Linked DNA regions of Mus musculus: all the other regions are linked to region 3. The links are chromatin contacts, called in public Micro-C and promoter capture Hi-C maps. All regions are on one chromosome and are shown on one strand. The core of a region is the stretch at or near the end of the contact, and the rest is flanking DNA. Distances in the headings are between cores, read along the strand shown.

The links. Promoter capture Hi-C pulls out the DNA fragments that hold promoters and counts their contacts. Hi-C and Micro-C count contacts between places; a contact is called where the count stands out from the background.
Region 1: a promoter capture Hi-C map of embryonic stem cells shows a contact between it and region 3. The contact joins the enhancer-like site here to the promoter of Zfp467 in region 3. A contact is called at or near these places in 5 of 39 promoter capture datasets (the C10 cell line, cranial neural crest and embryonic stem cells), 1 of 484 Hi-C or Micro-C datasets (embryonic stem cells), 2 of 115 datasets of contacts at active chromatin or transcription factors (bone marrow-derived macrophages and forebrain) and 2 of 9 other capture datasets (adipose tissue and liver).
Region 2: a promoter capture Hi-C map of stem cell-derived epiblast-like cells shows a contact between it and region 3, with 4 times the contacts expected there. The contact joins the promoter of Zfp783 here to the promoter of Zfp467 in region 3. A contact is called at or near these places in 8 of 39 promoter capture datasets (cranial neural crest, embryonic stem cells, hippocampal neurons and 3 more), 1 of 484 Hi-C or Micro-C datasets (CD4 T cells) and 1 of 115 datasets of contacts at active chromatin or transcription factors (memory CD8 T cells).
Region 4: a Micro-C map of embryonic stem cells shows a contact between it and region 3, with 4 times the contacts expected there. The contact joins the promoter of Zfp777 here to the promoter of Zfp467 in region 3. A contact is called at or near these places in 2 of 39 promoter capture datasets (cranial neural crest and embryonic stem cells), 3 of 484 Hi-C or Micro-C datasets (embryonic stem cells and erythroblasts), 2 of 115 datasets of contacts at active chromatin or transcription factors (embryonic stem cells and microglia) and 1 of 9 other capture datasets (adipose tissue).

The regions. Positions count from the first base shown.
Region 1 is chr6:48,063,069-48,066,189 of GRCm38.p6, forward strand. Zfp746 (zinc finger protein 746) reads right to left here. Exons shown (of 7, transcript NM_001163475.1): 7 at 1-1,884. The coding sequence ends at 764. Among named protein-coding and RNA genes, the nearest start is that of Zfp777, 17 kb to the left of the region's middle. Within about 2 kb of position 1,588, at least 33 of the 459 cell types and tissues checked have an H3K27ac peak or open chromatin away from gene starts, as enhancers often do. A contact at or near this core is called in embryonic stem cells, where this site is marked.
Region 2 is chr6:47,941,893-47,944,738 of GRCm38.p6, forward strand. It overlaps Zfp783 (zinc finger protein 783), which reads left to right and starts at 1,283. Exons shown (of 6, transcript NR_027963.1): 1 at 1,283-1,485.
Region 3 is chr6:48,444,363-48,447,153 of GRCm38.p6, forward strand. It overlaps Zfp467 (zinc finger protein 467), which reads right to left and starts at 1,463. Exons shown (of 5, transcript NM_020589.2): 1 at 991-1,463. It also overlaps a transcript of Sspo not described here.
Region 4 is chr6:48,046,680-48,049,474 of GRCm38.p6, forward strand. It overlaps Zfp777 (zinc finger protein 777), which reads right to left and starts at 1,435. Exons shown (of 6, transcript NM_001081382.1): 1 at 1,307-1,435. The coding sequence starts at 1,423.

The DNA.
Region 1 (3,121 bases), core at 338-2,837, 380 kb before region 3:
TGGTGGGATGAGATGTGAGGTGGAACCAGTGAAGCCATTTTGAAAATGAACATACTACACAACGGGCAGCCAACAGAAGCATCTGTGGGTAATGGAGATAGCCCAAGATGGGAGGCCCTGGCTTCCTGTGACTTCAGATCTAACACTACTACAGCTCCATATGATTCTTCTTAGCCAGGCCAAGGAGTCACTACTATAGTGGAGTTACCACCTTGGACAGGTACCACAGATGGCTCAAAACAGGAAAAAGTCAGGCCTTGGCTTAAAGGGTCTTTTCAGAAGGTAAGGGCTGCTTCTAGTAGGGTTCTTACTGCTGAGTGTAAGCCCCAACATGCCTGGACAGACCTGGAACTCAACCTCCCATAGGGCTGTGTGGTCCATGGCTGGGAGTGCCCTTCTCCCACTGACCATCTTTCTAACACTGGTAAGACACGGTGAACATACACCTCTGAAAGCCACACCTCAAAATCTAACTGGTTGTTGCTACTGTTTTCCAGCTTTTTCCTCAAGAATTAAAGAGAAAAAACAAAAAATGGGTAATTAAATTACTTAAGATCCTATACGGTGTTGAGTTTCACAGTTGGAATTCTACTTTAAGGTGGAGGCTGCATCGATAGTCTTTTCCAGTGATCAGTTCAGCAACATGGAAATTTGGTTCTCTGCCAAGTCTCCCTTTTTGCTTCTGAGCTTTCAGGCCATCCTGCTATCTGCACTCAGGACTGTACATTCGTGGCCTGCAAGGGCCACAGGAGGATTGGGGTCCTTACAGGTCTCCACCACCATCACTGGGTCCCAGAACACTTAGGCCACAAGTCCAGTCAGTCACAAGGTCTGTGGAGGCCATGGGTCCTTTGGCTGCGGGGCTCTTGAAAGGGTCGGGAGGAGCCGGCAGTGGTGGGAGTGGCTGACCGTGTGCGGGCGCCTTGGCCACTGCAGGGTGGTTGCGCTGGTGCTTGCGGAGGTGGTCCTTGCGGATGAAGCTCTTCCCACACACTGTGCAGGTGAATGGCCGCACGCCCGTGTGCGTTCGGTAGTGGTCGATGAGCTTGGAACGCTCTGTGAAGCGCTTCTCGCACTCGGTGCAGGGGAAGGGCCTCTCACCAGTGTGTAGCATGCGGTGGCGGATGAGGTGTGCAGGGCGTGTGAAGCAGCGACCACACTCCCCACACCTCAGAGCGCTGCTGTCCCGTGCACTGCTCCCACCTCCGCTGCTGCCTCCTCCTCCGCCGCTGCCACCACCTCCGCCTCCAGTAGTGGTGGAAGCTGCCCCCGTGGCCGCCCCATCGGACAGTCCGCAGCTGCGCTGGTGGGCACTCAGGCTCACCTGCAGCTGGAAGCTCTTTCCGCAGGTGGCACAGGTGAAGGGCCGGCCTCCGGGTGGTGCCGCCGGGTGCTTCTTCAGCCCCGGTTTGTGGCCGAAGCCTTTTGTCCGGCCAGGGTATTTGCAGGGATCATTGAAGGGTCTTGGGGCCTGGCTGGGGTCCAAGATGGCCTCTCCGTTGTCTGGAGATGAGAAAGGGAGCCCCTCGGGCACCGTCCTCGGGTTCAGGCCCACTGGAGGTTTACACCGGAAATTCCAGCCCCACCTGACTCCGCCAAAGAGCCAATCCCCGGCAGGAGCCTCCTCCTGTGCTATGGCAGGACTGAGCTCACCAATGTCCCTCTCTGGCCGAGTGGGCTCCCGCAGGCCTAGCACTGGGTCCTGGCTGGGGAAGGAACTGCCTTGACTTTCCCAGGCTCCTTCCTGGACAGGGCTAGGGAAGAATCTTGTGGCTTGGCCTGGTGCAAACAAAGTCCCATGAGCCTCCAGGTCCGTGGGATGAACAGGTGTGGCCACCACCTCCTCTTCCTGGACTTCTGTTTTGATAACAATTTTTACATCTGCTGAGAAAAGACAGAGAGTAGGGCAGAGATCATTCTGGACACTTTTAAAGGACAAAATGGGTCAGACACCTTCATCTGGAAACTCGGCAATTACTCAGCCCTATGGAGCACCACATTGGGACCTCACTACCGTTCTAAAATGCGCACCCCACTCTGGGTGAGGCTAGCCAAAAGCTTCATCTGGCCTGGTGACTTCACAGTAAAAGTAGCCCTCAAATTTGGCCCCCAGATTCTGTTTTTTCTTTCTTTGGCCATTAAAGTAAATTACAAATTTATTCTAAAAAAGATTTTGAGAATGGTCGTCGTGTACTAAAAATAGGGCCTGCACTCTGAGGTGTCTGGGACTCTGTACAGCTTTCAGGCACATTCTTAGCCACAGCTTCACTGTGAATGCCCAACTTCATGGGGCTGCAAGATTAGCCAGGACGACACATGGAAAGGTCCCTGGGCATACCATCTGGTACACAGTACTGCAGTTATTCTGATGACCAAAATGTTAACGAACAAGTAGAACTGTTTGACTTTATAGAAATGTATTGAATTTCAACCTCAAGGCCCCATAACAGGACTCTCAGTGTTTTAGCATATTTTGAGGTGGGGGGTGGCAAGAAGATGACAGAAATTTTTTATTAAGGTAACAGAATACTGGCCTTCAAACAAAAGAACACGAATACAAGAATGTGAACGTTGTTCTTCCCAACTCTGGCTTCTGCTGTCTTTGGCAGTACTGGTATCTAGAAGTGGCTTTAGCTCTGTTTGTATGCAACTGTGCCTGGAAGCCACAGGTTGCCTGGGGGATGGGGAAGGCCTATCTTCTAAGACTTCTGCTTATCTGAATAGACTGGCTAACTGAGGAAAGAACTATAGGGAGAATCTCTTTTAAGCCAATACCTGTCAATAAAAAAGCCTATGGCCAATAAGGTGAGGCAGGAAATAGGAGGTGGGACACTGGCAGGAAGAGAGAGGATTCTGGGAAATAGAGAGGGAAGCGGGATATTCGACCGGAACTCAGAGGACGTGGAGGTAAACCAGCCATATAGCTGAACTCAGGTTATTATAAAGGGAGATTGGACCTGGATTTGGATGCATGAAGCTGAGGTGAGTTAACTAACCATGTGGAAGGCATAGAACAGTTTGAATGGGTTAAATCAGTTACGAACTAGTCAGGGAATGAGCCAAATCTTGTGGCCTAGACATTTATTAATAAATAATTAGTCTCACAGTTGTCATCCCGGGC
Region 2 (2,846 bases), core at 33-2,532, 500 kb before region 3:
AAATGTGATTTAACTATTTTATTTATTTATTTATTTATTTATTTATTTTGAGACAGGGTTTCTCTGTGTATCCCTGGCTGTCCTGGAGCTCACTCTGTAGACCAGGCTGGTCTCGAACTCAGTTAGCTTTTTATTTTGATTTAACTCAAAGTAGCACTGCCTGGTCTTGCCCTAAATGCCAAGGATTCAGTGATGCACCTTAGAGGTAGGTAGTTTGTGTCCTTACTATGTCAGCTGGCCCACACTTTGTTTAGAGATAATCCCCAACACACACACACACACACACACACACACACACACACACACACACACCAAAACAAACCCAAAGATTCAAAGCACAGTTGCCATCTGGAAGTTTATTGGCTTGTTGAATAACGACCATAGAATGGCTGTGAAATGCAGGAAATGAAGAGACCGGTTTTATTTTTATAAATAAATAAATAAAGGTTAATTATGGCTTTTCCGAGTAAAGCTTTCTAGTTTCAGAAGGAAACTGGTCTTAAATGGAATAATGTATTCAGGATAATTCAGGACATGAATTGGTTAGAAACCCTTAGAAATGAACCCAGTAGCTGTGGAGTTGTGGTCCTGTGTCCATTGTCTGTTTTGAAGCCTCCTGGCAGGGAGAGCAGGGCGCTCAATCCCAGCCAAGGCTAAGTAAGAAGATGTACAACTAAGTCCAGACTGGGTGTGGCGGGAAGAAGGAGGAGCTCTGTAGGGGGTAAGCAGAGGCTCTGAGCCTCAAAGGTGAGTGCACATGGAGAGAATACTCCGAAAGTACATCCCTCGGGTTCTACCAAGCGCTCTACCACTAAGGTACACCCCAGTCCTGGACTTGTTTTTTTGTTTGTTTGTTTTGTTTTTTGAGACACGGTTTCTTGTAGACCAGGCTGGCCTCGAACTCAGAAATCCGCCTGCCTCCCGAGTGCTGGGATTAAAGGCGTGCGCCACCACGCCTGGCTTGTATTTTTGTTTTAAACGCACCATTCCCCTTAGCGCTTCCTACTTGTTCTGAAAAACCCAAAATGGAATTTACCCTAGAAAAGGGAATCTGAACACCCTTGGGATGAGGGTGTCCCGCCCCAGCACGGAGTTCAGGGATTTCCTTAGCGTTTTCCTCACGGGCGTCTTTCTCGAATTTACCCGCCCGAAGGCTTGCCTGAGCCAGCTGCCTGCTCGCCCGGGGCCCTGGGGGTAGGGTTGACGCCGCAGGCCAGCGGCCACCGAGTGCGGGCCTTCTGGCTGCAGGGGGCGCCGTGCGCGCCGGGCCGCGGCTCCGGTAGATTAGGGCCAGCAGGGCACGTGGCTTGGGACCGTGTGGAGAGTGCGGGCGCTGGACAGCAGCTCCGGCCCCTCACCGACGCGCAGCCCGCGCCTGGGCCGACCTGTTGACTGAAAATCAGCCGGCGCTTGGCCAGATGCGTCGATGGAGGCCCGCAGCCCAGCGACGACGTGGTAGTCATGGCTGAAGCGGCGCCTGCCCCGGTAAGCGCCCCGGTCCATGGCCGCTGTGTGCGAGGGTCTCGGCCTACCCGGCTCGGAGCACCCCCTGCCCTGGCCCCGGCCCTGGCCTGGAGGCCACGCAGGCCACGGAAGCCATCAGCCTACACATGGCCGCAGGCGGCCTGGTGGGCTGGGCCCTAAGATCGGTGCGCGCGACATGGCCTCCGTAGCCCGGCCAGGCCGGGCGCTACCTTTTCTCCGGAAGGCCTGGAAGGACCCTGCAGATCACAAAGTCCCTGTGTTCTTCTGAGACCTGCGCCCGAGCAGTCAGACAGGAGCCAGGGTCGCCTTCCTGCCACATCTGCAAGGTTGAGGCTGCGAAGGGGGCCTCAGGTCAACACCTTAGGATGAGCCTACCACTAAAATACCTAGCGACTCTACTTTCTCGTAGGAAACAATACTTAACCCAATTTGCAACAGGTTTCTAAATTTTGTGACTGGGTTGGTTTGCCAAGATATAATGGCCCTCGGATCTAGACCAGCCTGTTTACAGAGTGAGTTCCAAAAAGAAGCTGGGGGAGGGGTTAGCTTGGTAATGTTCAGTGTGCCAATTTAGAGGACATGCTAGAAGATTTTCACCAGTAAAAAAAATCTCTCAGTAAGTGGTATCTATTATTACCAATACATCTCAGACAACTCTCTGAAACCTTAGTCTCTTGGAAGCTTTTAGAAAAGAACCTCTCTTTCTCTATTTTGCTGTGTGTCCTTCTAGGTTCCCTGACTACAAGGAATAGAAAGTCAACTGGGAATTGTGGAGGTTGTGGGAGTAGGACTAGAAACCCTTCAGTTCCTTCCCACCTACTCCTGCCCCTTAGTTGTCTTGCAGTACCTAACATCCCAGAAAGCTTACCAACAGGATAGATTTCAACACTATGATAATAACTACAGCTGATACCACGGATGCTCAAGTCCCTTACATAAAATTGTGTAGTGTTTGCATATAACCTATTCATATGCTTTAAAATACATTACATCGATGTCTAGATTTCCAATACAGTGGAAGGCTAATAGTTGCATCGAGGAGGAAATGACGACAAGAAAAATGTGTACATGTTCAGAATAGACAGAGTTTTTTCTTTCCAAATTTTTTTAGGGGGACATTGGGGTAGGGTTGGGGACAGAGTTTCTGTGTAGTCCTGGCTGTCCTGGAACTCACTCTGTATGTAGACCAGGCTGGCCTTAAACTCAACAGAGATCTGCCTGCCTCTGCCTCTAGAGTGCTGTGATTAAAGACATGTGCCCTCCCCCACCACCACTGGGCTCCAGATATTTTAATCCCATGTCGGGTGTATTTTTGATTGTAGACCTGCAGGTACATGGGACAAAATGCCTTTTAAAAAAGA
Region 3 (2,791 bases), core at 213-2,712:
TCCCCAGGCTGCACACTCCCTCCCTTCCTTCCCCCTCCTCTTTTCCTTCCTCCCCCCCCCCACTCCCGCCCTCCCCTTCTCAGCTGCTCTCCCCCATCCGCTTGCCCCTCCCCTCTCCTCCCCCACTCGGGTTTCTTTTCCTTCTTTCCTCTCCTCAGTTCCCTCCCCCTCCCCCACACCAGCCTCCCCTCTGCTTCCCTCCCTCCCGCTGCTCTCCTTCCCCCCTCAGCGGCCCCCGCCTCCCTTCCCCCTCTGCCTACCCTGCAAGCTCCGGCTCCGCTTCTCTCCCCTCCCGGTCCCCAGCCTTGTTCTTCCCCTCCCCCTCCTAGTCCGCTCCCTAGCTTCCAGGTCTCACGCCCCCCATCTTGGGGGGGGGAATCCAAGCTAACCCCACATTCTCTGGACCTACTCCCTCGTTCTGCCCCTCCCCATACCCCTTTCTTCCCAACACACCTCCCTCTCAGCAGCCCCCTTGCCCATTTCTGCTCCCCACTGACTTCACGCCCTCTCCGGAGTTTTCCTTCTGACTAGACTCCCCCCAATCCCCGCCCCTGTTAGAGCTCCGGAGTCACTCCGGGTCCCGGCCCCCTGCCCTGCTCTAGGCTCACCTGTCAGCGTCCTTCGCTCCCGACCAGCCCCATCCCTGAGCCCGTTTCCTGCCCTTTCGCACTGGACCCTTCCTCTATCCCGAGGAACCCTACTCCCGCTCCTGGGGATCCTCCCCGCAGGCCCCTCCCGCCCTCTTCCCACCTGCTCCCACCGGGCCTCCCCGAGTCCTTGCCCTCCCCTCCAGTTTCCTAGTCTCCCCATCTGCGCCAGGACCCTCCCTCCTGACTCCCTTCCCTCCTGGTCTGACCCCCCCCCTCCCCCACACTCGCGTCTGCGCGCCCCTTCCCTCGGGGTTGTCACCTGCCGTGGGTCGGCAGGGCTTGTAAAGCTCCGTTTGGGTGGCGGGGGAGACGCCTGCCCGGGAGTCTCGGGTGTCCTTACCTGGCGGGCTCCTGCGGCTACGTGCCGCGGCCCGCTTCGGGGACCCAGGCGCTCGGGCCTCCGGTCCCGGGCGGCCGTTTGCACAATGGCGCCGGCTGCCTGCAGCTTGGGTGCGGGCTGCCCGAAAGACTCCGGGACTGACAGCCCTGAAACTTCGCGGGGAGGGGAAGGAAAGACGCGGAGGGAGAGGGTGTGGGGCAGCGTTGCGGGTGATCGGGGGGAGGAACCCGGGAAGCGGGAACACTGCTCCGGGGCACAGGCTAAAGCGGAGGGTCTTCGAGAGACCTGCCGCGGGAGGGTGCACTAATGGGCTTGGGTGCAGGTGACGGTCTGAGGGCAAGATGCCCGGAGTGTGGAGATGGAAAGTGGGAGCTTAGGACCGAGGAAGGGCAGAGGGGAGAGGAAGGAGAAGAAGAGGCTAGAAGGAAGGGCACTCGGGCTAGAAGGGAGGGTGCTCACAGCCTAGGAGGGAGGAGCTGGAGAAAGGTGGAGCGCGGAACGGGGTGGTGGTGGTAGTAGTGAAGAGTTGGGGGGAGTAGGGAGAGGAGGGGGCGTGTTTGGGGAGGAGAGCAATGTGTGTATGGCTGTCTTTAAAATCGCCAGTGGCAGCCGAGTAAGTGGTAGCGCCGCGGTCCCGCGGGAGACTGTCTGGCCAGCAGAGATTGGGAGAATCGGTCAAAAAACTCTCCACCAGGATCCACCCAGACCGGAGGACGCGATCCAAGTCTCACCGCGGAGACTGAGGATTAAGAACCAATCTAAGAGGGCAGAGAGAGGGCTCTCAAAGTAGAAAATGGGGAAAAAGGAACCAAGTCCCCGACTGAGACCGCTGGACAGGCATGGAAACTGCAGGGGGTGAGGTGGGGCGGGGCTGGGCGGGGGCGGGGGAGTGTTGTCCGTGGGTAAGAAAACCTCCTGGCGTTAGGTGTGGATCTCTCCCCAGACTTCCACCATTTCTGCTCATGGGTGCAGGTACTCCTAAGCCATCCCCCTCTGCTCTTCAGACACCCTCACCCAGCCCTGGAATTAAAATCTAGGCTGGATATTCCATGCCCTGTGATTTTTCTTCAAACTCCCATGGGCTCCCATTTCCGCCTGCCTGCCCCTGTAGGGAAAAGGGCAGATCCAAGTTACATTTCTCCCCAGTCCAAGCTTCCCTTGTCAGCCAAGTTGCAGAACAGAGCTGCTGGGAGAGAGTCTGGGAAGAGGAGGCCATTAAATGGCCCTCTTGGATAGGACACGGTCCCTGACAATGGCACCCTGACACAAGGATAGTGACACCTGTGGAATCAGGGCAGTGACCCAAGGCTAGCCTTATAAGATGGAGCAGGGATGTCCTCAACATTTACAGATAGTTAGAGTGAAATCTGGAGCAATGGAGACCGACCTGAAGGATCAGGAGGTCCTGTGACTCAAGATGCAAAAGGCTCTTTTAATAACTGGCTGCTTCACTGAGTAAAGATGGCTAGGAGCAGAGTTTGTGTCCCTCTCTGTGTGCAAGAATGGGCTTTGAGAACTGCAGTCCACGTATGTAGGATATGCAGGAACAGTGGCCAGGTGAGAATGTTAGAGAAGTTAGAAGGACACTGTGCCCAGAATAGATGCTGACCCTTCCCCAGGACTGCTCAACTCCCAGGCACCAACCCTAGATATCTGGAAGCAACTGGGGAAACTCATACTGGCCCTATTTTGGTCCCAGGCCCAATAGTAGGCCCAGAGGAAGGAACCCCCAGGCCAGGTGGGGTGCACCAGGTGGGGTGACCATGCAGGATGCCCAGTGGGACCTCATTTCATTATGAAA
Region 4 (2,795 bases), core at 185-2,684, 400 kb before region 3:
GTTTTTTTTTCCTTCTCCATTTAGGGATTTGGAATACTGGAAAGGGGTGAAGGGTCATAAGGTATAGCCCCCCCCCCCCCCAAGTCCTGATACAATGTCATCAGCTCCAGCAAACCTGTGGCTTGACCTTACCCTCAAGCAAAGACAGCTAAATCGAATAAGCTCAAATTCTCAAGCTGCTACCTGCTAGCAGGAGAGGAACGTTAGAATTCCTCTGCGCCACATTTCACAGCTTCTACCTGTCTCTCTTTCCTCCCCACCCTTGTGTGGTAAATGATTAGGGGCTCCAGGATCCATGCCAACATACTAGAAACATGCATAACGACACACATCTGACTTTTTACAAAAGCTGTGCCATTTTCTTACATGACCCAGGATGGTTCACTCAGAATTACATGCCATGAAGACCTAAGCCCAGAGGTAAGAATGTTTAAAAAAAAATCTTCATTTTATTTCCCAGGTGTTTTGTTATTGTTATTTTAAGAACTGCGAGGTTTTTAGGAAGCCATCTATCCTATCTCTTCCAGTATACATGGAAACAGGTTCAAAGGCACGGACTCCCATGCAGCAAACCCGCCTAGCACAGCCAGGGTGCCTCAGAGAGCACGTTGGGTGGGAGGGCGTTTAATTATTGAATGGCCCTCGGAAGAACATCAACCTCTTAGGCTCTCATTCGCCAGACCCCATTTATCCGTACCCCAAGTTTGACTCGGGGTGCTCCTGACGCAGAGGCTATGGATCACACTGCTCCCCACACCGGAGTCGCTGGGCTGGGCGCTGCCCGGCCTTCCCCTCCTCCCCCGACGGGCCGCAGCCAGTGCTCGGCTAGCCCAGGCCGCCCACCCTGGCGAAGCCGCCGCCAGCGCCACCCCTCCCCGTCCAGGCCCGCGGCACGCTGGGCAGGCCTCTACGGGACTGCGGGCACCTAGCCCGGGCCGACTCGCTACGTGACCTTGGGGCAGGCAGGGCAGGTCGCCGCCGGGTGTCCGTGCCTCAGTGTCTCCGCTCTGCGAAATGGGAGAGCCGCGTCAGCACCGCGCCCAGGCCGGGAGCCGTTCCGCGGGGCCGAGCTCTGCGGAAAACGTGCCGCTGGCCACCCCGACGGACGCAGCGCCGGCTCCGCAGCCAGGGAGCGAGCGCGCCGCCCGCGCCCCACCTCGGGCCGCGTGTCCGGGAGCCGTGCGGCCGCGCAGCCTCGCACGGACGGCCGCCGCTCCCGCCCGCCCCGGCCGTCCTCCCCCCCAGGGGGCGCGCGAGCCCGCCAGGGCGCCCCCTCCCCGCTAACGTCGCCGCGCCCGGCCCTTACCGAGACCCCAGGCCGGGCCACCGAGCCCGGAGCACGCAGGCTGTCCCCGGGGCCCCGAGGCCGCGCGTCCGTGCGCGCGCGGGCTGCCCTCCCCCGAGCCGGGGCCGCCTCGGCCATGGCCCCGCGCCGCCCGGCCCGCGCCGTGCGAGTCCCCGCCGCCGCCGCCGCCGCCGCGCGCAGCCCCACGCAGGCCCGGCGCCGTGGGCGGGCTGGCAGTGCGGCGCGGCCTGGCCTCACCCGCCGGGGCTGCGCGGCCGTCGGGCCCCGGCCTGCTCGGGGCTGTGCTCGGCGGGCGGGCGCGGGCGGCGGTGGCGGCGGTGGCGGCGTCGGAGCGCGGCTGTGCGGGCTGCGCCCGGGCGGCGAGCTGGGCCCCAGCGCTCTGCGGCCGCCCCCGGCGCGCTCGCCCGCCCCGAGCGGCCGACGCTGCGACCCCGGCTGCGGCCCGGGTCCCGGCTGCGAGCTGCGCGGCCGTCCCGGCGCCTCTTCAGCAGGGGAGCTGCACCGCAGCTGCCATGTTGCTACAAACTGCATCCTGGGAGGCATGTCCCTCTCAGGCGTTTCAAGAGGAGCGCTCGGAGGCTCGTCGGAGGCGGCCGGAACCCAGACAGCTCCATCTACAGCCGGTAGGAGCGAACAGTGAGGCGCGGGCCGCCTCGGCGCCGGACACGCCCTGAGCCCGTCGCGGCTCCCGGTCCCTCGCGGCTCACCTGGCGTCTTGGCGGCCCGGCGCCCTCGGGCCAGGCCGCGGCGGGCAGCGGCGGGCAGCGGCGGCGGCGGAGGCGGCGGAGCGGAATCCCGGGCGCGCGGCGCGCTGGGTCTGGAGGCGGGCCGATGGGCTCCGACAGCCTTCCGCCCGCGGCCGCCTGCGCGTCTCAAACCCAGAACCCGGTCGTTGGCTTTCAAAACCTGCGCTCACAAAGGGATCGGAGAGAGCCGTCACACCACAGAAAGCCGGAGTTCATGTGACCAGCGCAGTGCAGCCCGGGTTCCAGGGACGCGGGCTGTGGATCCAAGGGGAGCGAGGGGTGGGGGTGGGAGTGCTTTGTGAAAAGCCTCAGTGTTGTTTTCGGCCAGAAAGGACAGAATTCCTGGAATCTTTGAGGGCACGGGTTGGAAGGGGCTAGACGGGCTACTTAGGAGGAAACTGAGGCCGAGCCGGGAGTGGCTTGCTGATCCCAAGTTGCAGTTTTCGCCCCCTTGTACTCTTTCCAACCATGAGAGAGAACCCTCTTTCCTGGACAGGTTCAGTGAATCGCACGTTTACTGAATTTGCAGGAGCTGCCAAGATTTGGGAATGGAATGAAAAAAGAAAAATAAGTCTGAGCAGGTGTCCTGGTTACAGTTAGGGATGAATGAACCCCAACTGGAACCTAGAGGAAAAGCCAGAATAATTTTTTCACTTCATAGAACCCCGGGGGTGTCTGGGTTGGAGCTTGTCTTAGAAGGCAACCGGGCAATATGAAGCTCTCAGTAAAAAAACGGAGACCAC